Regions from separate parts of the Sus scrofa genome. Here all the other regions are linked to region 2. Evidence: chromatin contacts called from public Hi-C and HiChIP or PLAC-seq data. All regions are on one chromosome and are shown on one strand. Each heading gives the region's core, a stretch centred on a gene start, on an enhancer-like site or on the middle of the called end of the contact. The rest is flanking DNA. Distances are from core to core; before and after follow the strand shown.

Region 1 (2,700 bases), core at 90-2,589, 350 kb before region 2:
GAAAAAAGACCAAAAAAAAAAAAAAAAAAAAAGATAAAAATCTAGGATAAATCCTACTTTATGTAAAATGCCCTATACTTAAAAATGGCTGTGCCAGGCCTGTGAGGCGCTCAAATAAGACTCCAAACATTTAGGCGACTTCAAAAGGACCCAAAGCAACCCAAAGCCATTAAAAGAAAAAAATTTACCAATACAAAACATTTTCATTTTTATTTTCCGAAAAAAACAAAAACACCAGCTCCCTTCCTAACCCCCTACCATCCAACCTCCCTAAAAATATGCTTCCTCCACTGAAAAACATCAAGTGCCATAAAGATCAAACTAATGAACGCTTTAAAAACAGGGTGCATCTTAGAATTACGCTGTTTCTGACGATGGACATTTCACAGCAGTTGAGAAGCATTTCAACACACCTTCCTGATCTCACTTTGCCCGTAGATTCCCCCATCAGTCCTCCCACAGACTGCTGACCCCAGGATCACGGTTCACCAGCACTTTCCAGGCCCCTGCAGATACCCAACACCTGCAGCCCTCCCGACGGTCTGAACTCGCCCCTGTGCTACCCTGAGGAACTACCGGGCCAAACCGAGCATCCACAAGGTTGCCCAGGGCCTTCGGAGAAAGGCCCTGGAGGAGAATACAGGCAGGAGGGCAATTAGTATACTGTGCCCAGGAAGGACCATCCCGAGTAACACTCGTAAGAGCAGCCACTAATTGTTTAAAAGGAGAAAAAGCTAGAGACATCTCGGGTTGGAGGATGGGCACGGGAGGGGAACGGACGCAGGGTACAATCACTCTCCCGAGATGCAGCTGGGAGATGGGACAGGCCCCGAGCTTCCCCCCCGCAACCGGGCCTCCCCACTGCCCCGACGCCGGCACTTCCTCCTCGAGAGCCAGCGTTTCAGCCGGGGGAGGGCAGGTAACCCTACCCGGAGCACAGAGGGCACCGGGAGGGCGGGGCCGAGGACGAGAGGCGGGGGCGCGGGGTCAGACCGGGACACTCACCCGCCGGCGAAGAGGTGAAGCAACGTGTTCTCCTTCTGTTGAGTGCCCGTCGCCATGGCCGCGCCGGCTCCGCGGCCCGCCGCCGCCGGCTGCCGTGGGCTCGAGGCCGCTCGACGGATACGCAAGGTAGCCGCTCCACTGGCCCCACTGCCCTTAGGCAGCCGCCCGCGCCGCCTCCATGCGTGGCGCGCGCGCCCCGACGACCGGCACCGTCGGCCTGCACCCTCCACCGCGTGGCCGCAGGCGCCTCACCGGCCTCTGCGGCGCGAGCCCGGCAGCAAGCGGGAGCCTGGCGCGCGGGCGTCGTGTGCGGAGTCCAGGTCGTGACGTCACTCGGCGGCGCGAGCCCGGGGCGGTGCGCGGTGGGGGTGTGGGCCCCGATCCCGAGCGCCCATTGGCCGGAAGGCGGAAGTGGGCGGGGTGACTGGGCAGCGGGAAGGGGCGGGGCTGGACCAATGCGCGTGGAGTGAGAACCGGCCGAAGCTGCCTTGTCCCTGATCTGGAACGCGCAGAAACTGCACTGGGTCGAGTTTAGCGGGACCCTCCACCTGGCCTTTTTTCCTTTTTTCAGTCAAGTTTACTTTGTGATACATAGGATGTGTAAAAACGTATATAGATTATGTATGACCTCTCATATCTGTGTACTAATCTCGCAGTTTAGGGGGAAAAACAAGGTCCAGACAGCCTGAACCCTCAGTATACCAGCGGTGGTATCCTTTGGGTGTTTGGAGGTTTTTGTTTTTTGTTTTTTAAGGGCCGCACCCAGGGCATATAGTGGTTCCCAGACGAGAGGTCAAATTGGAGCTGTAGCTGCCGGCCTACACCACTGCCCCTCGGAATCGGAGCCATGTCTGCAACCTACACCACAGCTCACCGCAAGACCAGATCCTTAGCCCACTGAGCAAGGCAAGGGATTGAACCTCTGTCATGGATGCTAGTCAGATTCGTTAACCGCTGAGTCACGATGGGATCTCTGTTTTTGTGTATTTTTGATTTTTCTAGAAATACCATCCTGTGCTGCGATACCTTTTTGGCCTCTTTTCTGTTCATCTCCAGCCCAGACCTCTGAGCTTCAAGCTTCTATATGAGAGCTGCTTATTTACTTTAATGTCAAACCCAGTCTGGCGACCCATTAACTCCAAGTCTCCCAACGCAGGCTTTCCCTGCCCGCCCCTCCCCCTCCCCCGCAACACATGATTCTATTTAATTTCCTCACAGAGATGTTCCCCTTGTGGCTCAGTGGTAACGAAAGGGACTAGCATCCCTTGAGGACCCGGGTTCCATCCCTGGCTCCATTTCCATATGCTGTGGGTTCCGCTCTAAAAAGACCCCCGAAAAAAAAAATTCCTCACTTAGGCTTCTGCAGTTACTTTGTTGTTTTATTTGTGTAAATTGTCCTGCCCCTGGAGTGTAAGCCTCGGAGTGCAGGGACCTTGTGTCTTTTTGTTCATGGTGTTTTCTGACAAGGTACCTGCCACTAATAATGATCAAGAAACTAATTCCTGAACAGAATTCATCACTTCATTCTTCCCCTCCCCCAAATCTGTCTGTTTCTTGCATTTCCTGTTCTGGAGAATGGTGACTCAACCGTCTGCATAGCTCCCAATACCAGAAACTTTCTCCTTACTTTGGACTTCTCTCCCTCCCTCCCTCTCTCTCCCTCTCTCTCTCTCCCTAGCGCTCTCTCTCTCCCCC
Region 2 (2,700 bases), core at 66-2,565:
GTTTAGCCTTAAAAAGACAAAAAAAAAAAAAAAAAAAAAGTATATGAACATTCATAGCAATTTTATTTATAATAGCCAAATGTGGTTATCAATTAATAGGCGGAAAAACAAATGTGGGATATCTGTACAATGGAACATTACTCAGCCACAAAAAGGAATGAAGCCCTGTACATGCTATAATGTGGATGAAACTTGAAGACAAAGTGAAAGAAGCCAGTCACAAAAGACCACCTATTATTTGATCCCATCTCTGTGAAATTTCCAGAAAGGTAAATCCACAGAAGTTGGATTAGTAGTTGCCAGGAACTGGAGGGGAGAGAGCGATGCAGAATGACTACAGGTAAAATATGAAATTCAACTGAGTGAATCCTAAAGATCTTATTGGCTTTATTCACCAATCATGAATCATGCAGCATCACTCTGAAGGGCTGTACGAAGTGGAAGGGTTTCATAGACAAGAGATGGGACAAGGGACGGATTCTAGCAAAGAGCTGATTATTTCAGGCAAGACTCCCTTCTTTAGGCACATGGCAGGGGTCTCTCTGATGGGTTGCTTCACTAGTGCTGAGCAGGAAATTCCAGATTGACTGGTTAAGGTTACATTCCTGGGAGAGGTTGAAACTACAATTACATTAAGTATTAAATTTCGGTTTGGTGATGTGAGCTTAGCACAAGTGATTCCATTTTGGACCCATCACCCCTTGACACTACTGTGTTTCTTTTCGAGGGAATGAACACGTGGAATTAGATAAAGATGATGGTTGCACAAACTTGTGTACACACACACACACACAGAGCCTGGCTCTAACGAAAGAAGGTAATATTAGCCCTAAAAATGCCAGTCCATCCCTCCCCAGAACTGGACGTCCTAGCTGTCTGGCCAGAGCCAGAGGCTCTGTGGGGAGGGGGGGTAGTGCAGCGCTGAGGAATGGACCACGGGCATGAAAGGAACCGGGGGGCAGGGGCGGGGCTTAGGGATGGTGCTGGGGAGCTGGGGGTTTGCCTGGGGTCTGGGGCGCTGGGCAGGGAAAGGCTCAGAGCCCCGCGCGGGGCCACAGTCGGGACGTGGGGGCCACGGGGTGGAGCGTGGACACGCAGGGGCGTGGTTCGAGGGCGGGGGTGGGGCGCGAGGGCGGGGCGGACTTGGGCGCCACCGGGTGGAGCGCGGAGGGCGCGGGGGCGTGGCGTGGGGCGGGGGCGGGGCCTGGGAGCAGGGGCGGGGCGGGGCCTAGGAGCAGGGGCGGGGCGGGGCGCGGGCGCGGGGCCCAGGGTGGGCCGGGAGGGCCGGGAGGGGCAGGGACTCGGGCGGGGCGGGCGCTGGGGCGCTAGCGGCTCGTGGGTCGGTGCCCAGACGGCGTCTGCCGGACGCGGGGCCGGGCCTCTGTCCTGGCGGCGCCCCGGCCCGCTCCGCGCCCGGCCATGTCTCCTCCCGCGCCGCCCACCGAGCTGATGCCGTCGGAGCGCATCGTGGTGTTGCTCTCGTGCGTGCTGTCCGCGCTCGGCTCGGGCCTGCTGGTGGCCACGCACGCCCTGTGGCCCGACCTGCGCAGCAGGGCGCGGCGCCTACTGCTCTTCCTGTCGCTGGCTGACCTGCTCTCGGCCACCTCCTACTTCTACGGGGTGCTGCGGGACTTCGAGGGCCCCTCCTGGGACTGCGTGCTTCAGGGCGCGCTGTCCACCTTCGCCAACACCAGCTCCTTCTTCTGGACGGTGGCCATCGCCCTCTACCTGTATCTCAGCATCGTCCGCACTGTACGTGGGCAGGGGGCCAGTCGCCTGTTCTGGGCTTTCCACATCGTCAGGTGGGTGGCAGCGGCGGTCGCAGCTTTCCCTCTGGTCCCCTGACACCCTCCTGGGCCTTTTCTGCTGCCCCTGTGACTCTCGCCCCCCTCTGGTCCCCGCTTCTTGGTCGGACCCCTGGCCAGGCCCCCGGCTGGCAGGGTCTGGTGTCTGCTCCTGCCCCGGGGCAGCTCGGGGCCAGCGGAGTGATGCTAGGCTTGCCGAGAAGATGAGCTTGTTCTGAACATCGCCGCCAGGGGTACCCCTTTGAGGTGGCCCCAGCTTGAGCCTCCCAATGAGGTAAGCGCCTCAGAGCAGCCCCTGGAGGGCAGGGGCCCAGAGCTGGCCCTCAGAGCACTTCTGGTAACTTGGAAGCACCTCAGCTGGGCCCTTGGCCTCCTGCTTAGCTGCATCCTGGCCATCTCTGCTGTGGGCGGGGCTGAGGAGCAGCACCTGGGAACCAGGCTGGGCCATGAGTGTGGTCCACTCAGCAACTCCCAGGCTTCCCTCCACCCAGCTCTGTGCCAGCCGTGCGCAGAGCTTCGGCTGTAAAATTTAGGAAGAACAGTCCTGTTTATTCTTATCTTTGCTCATCTCGAAACCTCAGGCCCCAATCCCTCATTATCTCGGTTCTAGATCTTGACTTTCTTTCTGGAGTTCAGCAGCTCTGAAGTTGAGGGTCAGTGGCAGAGGCTGGTCTGGAAGGAGAGCTGCCAGCTGCCTGCAGTCTCTGAGAGCAGAGAAAATCAAGGCCTGGTCCTGCCCTGCCACGGAAGTGTCTGCCCAAGTTACCTTCACCTATGGGAGAAGGTTGCCCCTTCCTGGTGTAATCTCAGGATTCAAACATCTGGAGGTGTCCTGTGCTGAACCCAAGGCAGGAATTTATAGAGCTTCCTGCCTCTTCTCCCTCCTCTAGATAAG
Region 3 (2,700 bases), core at 182-2,681, 390 kb before region 2:
GTGGCTTGTCAGGGACCCCCTGAGGCCACCCCCTCCTCAGCCTGCCAGTCTGGCTCATCCTGCAGATAGCTGACATCCCTCCCACCCCTTCCTCCTCCAGGAAGCCTGTGACTCAGTCGCCCTCACTTCTCTTCCCCTGGGTGAGAAGCAGCGTACGGTGCTGCCTAAGGAAGAACAGACCAACCCTCTGGGTTCCAATGCCAGCTCCCAGCTCCCTGACTCGCTGCTGGGTGGCCGTGGGCAAGTTCCTTCCTCTCTCCCACCGAAAGAGCTGAGCTTCCCACCTCCCTTGCTGATTCTACAAACCCACTCATTCTGTCCCCAGAATGTTCTCACAACCCCCTCTTTTTCCTTGTTCCCTGGGAAGGTGGATCAAATGAGGACACAGTGGGGCTGCCCCTGAGGCCTTGCTGGAGCAAGAAGCCAGCTCTTCGTATGGGGGGAGGGGGCGATCAGCGTATCTTTAAGCCTGGGCCAGGGCAGGGGACACCCACTGAACCCCAGCAGCAACCCGGCCCAGTTTTAAACACCTCTGAAGTATGTCAGGTTTTCTGCTCTTGGAGGCAGTAGGGCCAAGGGGTTAGGGATGCAGGCTCCATGGCAAGGATGCTTCAGCTCACACCCTTACTCCTCTGATTAATAACAATTTATGTAGCTCTTTTGTCCCTCCGCTTCTCTAGGGAAGGCAGGGGTTGTGCCTCTGAAATGAGCTAATGTGAGATTAGAAGGACGCCTGAGACAGCGTATACAGACCAGAAACTGCTGGCTGGGATCACGCTACTCCAACGTGCTCCTGAGGACCAGGGATGGGGGCTGAGTCGGAAAAGAGAGCGGCCCGAGCCCCGCTCGGCTCTCCCTCAGGGTCTGGGGGCCCTGAAGACCCTGCGGCTCGGCCATCACAGGTCTCCGCGGGGGAAGGAAGTTCATAGCCCACGCGCTGGCTGTTGCCGCCCGCCCCACATTCCTGGGGACCCTCAACCCGATCCTCAGCCGCTTCCCGACCGAGGATTCGCAGCCCGCTCTTCTTTTCTGAGGCGGGGGCGTGCACGACGGGGCTCAGCGCGGCACACACGGGCCCCACGCCACACCGCGGCCCCGGCGCGCACGGAGAGGGAGGCTCCGGAGCGCCGGGGCGGGAGGGCCGCGGGCGCGGGCCGAGGCCGCGTGGGCCGCGCGCACTCACCTCCGCGCGATCCGGTAGAGCAGCACGCCGGCGGCGGCGCACGCCGTGACCCCCAGGCCGCCGGCCAGGCCGGCCGTGGGGCAGCGGGCCAGCAGCGCGCTCACTCCCTCCATGGCTCCTCGCGCAGGCGGTGGGCGGCGGCGGGCAGCGTCGGGAGGCGGTGGCGGCAGAGCCGAGGGACGCAGGCGGGACGCGGAGCGGCGGCGCGCGCCTCCCCGCGCCGTGACCTTCGCCGCTTTGTAGCCGGCGCGGGCCCGCCCCCTGACTCGGCGCGCTCCCGCTGCGCAAGCCAATCGAAGCGCCGGGCGAGCCTGGTGGGCGGGGCGCCGGCGGAAGTGGCTGTGCCGCTCGGAGTGCGCCCCCCGGCGGCAGGAGGTGGGAGGCTGCGTGGAGCCCCGTCCGCCCTCCACCGCTTCCTCCGCACTCGCCCGGCGCCTTGCCCAAAGTCGGCTAACTTCAGCATCTCCAGTTACTTGCCAGATCGTAACTAGTCTTCCCCTCTTCTCCCTCCACCGCTAGTCCAGGCTTCCCAACACCTAGACAAGCCGACCAGTTGCAGCAGGTTGGAGCTTCTTAAGCCACTTCCCCTGAAGCCACTCCAAATAAGTTTGTAGGAGTTCCCTTTGTGGCTCAGCCGTTAACCAACCCAGCTAGGATCCATGAGGATGCGGGTTCGATCCTTAGCCTCGCTTAGTGGGTTAAGGACCCAGGATTGCTTTGTGCTGTGGTGTAGGTCGCAGACACGGCTCGGATCCAGCGTTGCTGTGGCTGTGGTGTAGGCTGGCAGCTGCAGCTCCGATTGGACCCCTAGCCTGGGAACGTCCATATGCCGCACCAAAAATCAATCAATCAATCAATCAATCAGTTCGTAGAAACACGAACCCTCCCTGCACACCACCAATCCCCACCAATAAGGAGGAGGTTGAATATACCACAGGACAGCCATGCTTCAGAACATAAATCCAACTATTAGAATGTCAGGGCTACAGGGACTGGCCTAGAGGGGTGAAATAGTTTCATAACAAAGTGATTTGCACATTAATATTTATATCTAAGTTTGAATAAACTCCTATAATTTATGTTTGTAGGAATAGATAATACTGAACAGCAAACAGTTACCTCAGAAGAGCAGGAAGATTATCCAAGAGTTTTAGTATTATTGGTTTGCACTAAATTACTTTTGTCTTTTGAGGGCCACACTTGCAGCATATGGGGGTTCTCAGGCAAGGGGTCGAATCCGAGCTGCAGCTGCCAGCCTACACCATGGCCATGGCCACACCAGATCAGAGCCATGTCTGTGACCCACACCACAGCTCACAGCAACACCGGATCCTCAACCCACTGAGTGAGGCCAGGGAGTGAACCAGCATCCTCTTAGATACCAGTCGGATTCGTTTCCGCTGAGCCACAAGAAGGAACTCTGTGCTAACCTCATTAAAAAAAAAAAAAAAAAAAAAAAGCGAGTTGGAAATGTTCGTATTTAATTACAATGTACTTCTCAGCGTTCCCACACTTCA
Region 4 (2,700 bases), core at 91-2,590, 310 kb before region 2:
TTCCGAAGAGCGAGTCAGCACTCATGAGGGAGGGGTCAGCCTCTGAGTTGGGCTGTCCTCTGAGGTTCCCTCAAGACCCCCTGGGGCCCTCAGGCACATTCCCTGTGGCTGGTGCTCACAATGAGGTCAGTGCTCCAGGCAGAAGGTCCTGGACCTGCCCCTCTGGGAGCCTGTCCCCTCTCCCTGGTGGAACGAGAGGCCCTTCAACCAGAGTCAGGTTTCATTGTGTTACTTTTCCTTCCGGAACAGATTGTTCATTCAAAGGCAGGTGTAAAGCCTTGATCGGCCCCCACCGCCCCGCCCCCGTGCTCTTGGGCCCAAAGACGAAGCCTCTGCCTGGTGAATGAGCAGGAAAGACACTTGTTCCATCAGTGGCCCAGTACCGATGTGAGCTTAGTCAGAGACTCGCCTGCAGCAGACGCAGACTTGACAGTGGCTAAGAGCAGGACTTGAGCCAGGCTGCTGGGGTACAAACGCACTCTGCCACTCAGCAGCTATGGGACACTGGGCACCTTAACCTCTCTGTGCCCTGTGGCCCCAGCTTCCGTGAAATGTGATAATAACAACACCAGCCCTGTGGAGCTCTTAAAAGAATAAAAGGCTTAGCATTTGTTGGCACAGCAGGTTCTCTAAGTTCTTGTGGCATAAACTAAATCCGGGAGGTGCTGTTTAGGGACCCTGGCTCTCCCGTTCTCCGCCCTGTGCCAGGACACTTTGTCACTGTGCCCGTCTGGCATTTTGTTGTTTTTAATTTGTATTGCTGTTGTTGGGTCCGGGGTGGGCACTGGCCCCCACACCGCCTCTAGCCCAGTGCCTGGTTTCTGAATATTTGATAAACGAATAAGGCAATGAAACACTCCCTTCTCCCAAATTAAGAGACCATTACTGGAAAAAAAAAAAAGAATCTCTGAGAAGCAACTTTTTTTTTTTCTTTTTGCCTTTTTTAGAGCCACATATGTGGCCTATGGAAGTTCCCAAGGTAGGGGTCGAATTGGAGCTGCAGTTGCCGGCCTACACCACCGCCACAGCAATGCAGGATCCAAGCCGCGTCTGTGACCTACACCACAGCTCACAGCAAGGCCAGATTCTTAACCTGATGAGCCAGGCCAGGGATCAACCCGCGTCCTCATGGATACTAGTCGGGTTCGTTAGCACTATGCCACAGCAGGAAGTCCTGAGAAGCAATTTTATTGGCCACACTTGCAGCATGTGGAAGTTCCTGGGCCAGGGATGGAATCTGCTGTAACCAGAGCCACAGCAGTGGTGACGACACCAGAGCCTGCTGAGCCACAAGGGAAGTCCTCTGAGAGGCAAATTTTAATGGTAATTCCCCCAAAGACTAGGTCCCGTGCTTCTCCACTGGGGCAGCTGGGTCTGGTTGGGAATGTGTAGGGTTGCTGAGTGACCCTGGTGGCAGCACATGGAACATACTGGGGCTTCAAACAGAGGCAGGTGGTGGGTAAGTGGCTTGCCTTCTCAGAGGGGGAGACTCCCAGCCTACCAGACCCTGAGGTGCTGACCCCAGGAGAGAGGCCAGCTGTGGGTCCCCCTAGTACAGCCTGGAACAATGGGGACCGTCCTTCCTGATTACGTCCTGGGATGGGCCAGGTTACTAGAATTAGGGCCCAGGTCCACTGGGGAAGGTAAATGCAGCTCCAGGAGCACGGAGTGTCCAGAGAGGCAACTTTTGCTCCCTGAGAAGTAACTGGAAGGACTGGCAGGGGAAGGAGACCCCTGGGGGCCAACGAATGTTGCCTGTCCCTGGGGGAAAGGCATGGTGCATCTTCATCCCCAGCCTCAGGCTATCGGGTTCTCAAACATTCCTGAGTCACCCAGCTGGCCGCACCCCCTCTGTTCACACCATAACTACCATCCAGAGGGGTGGTCCCTCCTGGGAGATCCAGGAGTAAGGGAAATTGTGCCTGGGAGGCTCCTTGCCCCACCCTGCCAACGTCACCTCCCCCGGCCGCTCTGTTCACGGAGGCCCAGACACTGAATCAAAGTGCGTGGAGCCAGCTGGCGAGAGGCGGACAGAGGCCTGATGTCGTTGCCTTGGCTGGTCTGCAGATTGGCACCATGGGTGAGGAAGGGGAGACAACAGATGACCCCCTCTGACAGCCTCCAGGCTCTCGCATCTAAAGACAGGCAGGTGCCACCATAGGAAGCCTTAGACAGGCTTGGGTGGCGTCTAAGGGCCTGACTGGGGTCACCCCGGGCTGGAGAGAGACCTACGTGCTCCCCACCATCAGCAGTGGTGTCAAGGCCTCCCCGTGAGCAAGTCCCATCTCCCTTATCCCGCCTTCCCCCCACCACGGGTGAGGGTGGGGTGCCGCCCCGGGAGGAGGGGAGGGCCCCAGAGTCCAATCTCAGCCAAAGGACCAGTCAGTGAAAGGTTAGAAATTGCATCCTGAAGTACGGACAGAGTGGATGAAGCCTGCTGCATACATTTCCACTCTGGGGGTTCCCGGCGGCACAGTGGGTGAAGGTCTGCTGTGACTCGGGTTGTTGGCGTGGCTCGGGTTAGATTCTTTGCCCCAGAACTTCCATATGCCTTGGGCACGGCCGCAGAAGAGGAAGGAGGAGGAGAAGAAGGAGAAACAAACTCTTTATCGTTGGGGAAAAGTTGGGATATAAGCTCTTTAGAACAGTGTTCCCAGGATTTTCGTTCTTTCATTCATTTAACAGACAGGTACTGAAGCC

The links. Hi-C and Micro-C count contacts between places; a contact is called where the count stands out from the background. HiChIP or PLAC-seq counts read pairs in DNA pulled down with a chosen protein or histone mark.
Region 1: a contact with region 2 is called in an H3K27ac HiChIP or PLAC-seq map of alveolar macrophages. The contact joins the promoter of SLC25A33 here to the promoter of GPR157 in region 2. A contact is called at or near these places in 1 of 47 Hi-C or Micro-C datasets (embryonic fibroblasts) and 1 of 2 datasets of contacts at active chromatin or transcription factors (alveolar macrophages).
Region 3: a contact with region 2 is called in an H3K27ac HiChIP or PLAC-seq map of skeletal muscle. The contact joins the promoter of TMEM201 here to the promoter of GPR157 in region 2. A contact is called at or near these places in 2 of 47 Hi-C or Micro-C datasets (embryonic fibroblasts and epiblast stem cells) and 2 of 2 datasets of contacts at active chromatin or transcription factors (alveolar macrophages and skeletal muscle).
Region 4: a contact with region 2 is called in a Hi-C map of omental adipose tissue, with 2.2 times the contacts expected there. The contact joins the enhancer-like site here to the promoter of GPR157 in region 2. A contact is called at or near these places in 8 of 47 Hi-C or Micro-C datasets (embryonic fibroblasts, fetal heart ventricle, fetal skeletal muscle and 5 more) and 2 of 2 datasets of contacts at active chromatin or transcription factors (alveolar macrophages and skeletal muscle).

The regions. Positions count from the first base shown.
Region 1 is chr6:69,933,449-69,936,148 of Sscrofa11.1, reverse strand. SLC25A33 (solute carrier family 25 member 33) reads right to left here and starts at 1,339. Exons shown (of 7, transcript XM_003127538.6): 1 at 1,006-1,339. The coding sequence starts at 1,061.
Region 2 is chr6:69,580,271-69,582,970 of Sscrofa11.1, reverse strand. It overlaps GPR157 (G-protein coupled receptor 157), which reads left to right and starts at 1,315. Exons shown (of 4, transcript XM_021095284.1): 1 at 1,315-1,806. The coding sequence starts at 1,420.
Region 3 is chr6:69,972,109-69,974,808 of Sscrofa11.1, reverse strand. It overlaps TMEM201 (transmembrane protein 201), which reads right to left and starts at 1,431. Exons shown (of 10, transcript XM_013998955.2): 1 at 1,184-1,431. The coding sequence starts at 1,296.
Region 4 is chr6:69,887,886-69,890,585 of Sscrofa11.1, reverse strand. No RefSeq gene overlaps it. Among named protein-coding and RNA genes, the nearest start is that of SLC25A33, 46 kb to the left of the region's middle. Within about 2 kb of position 1,340, at least 10 of the 83 cell types and tissues checked have an H3K27ac peak or open chromatin away from gene starts, as enhancers often do. A contact at or near this core is called in alveolar macrophages, omental adipose tissue and skeletal muscle, where this site is marked.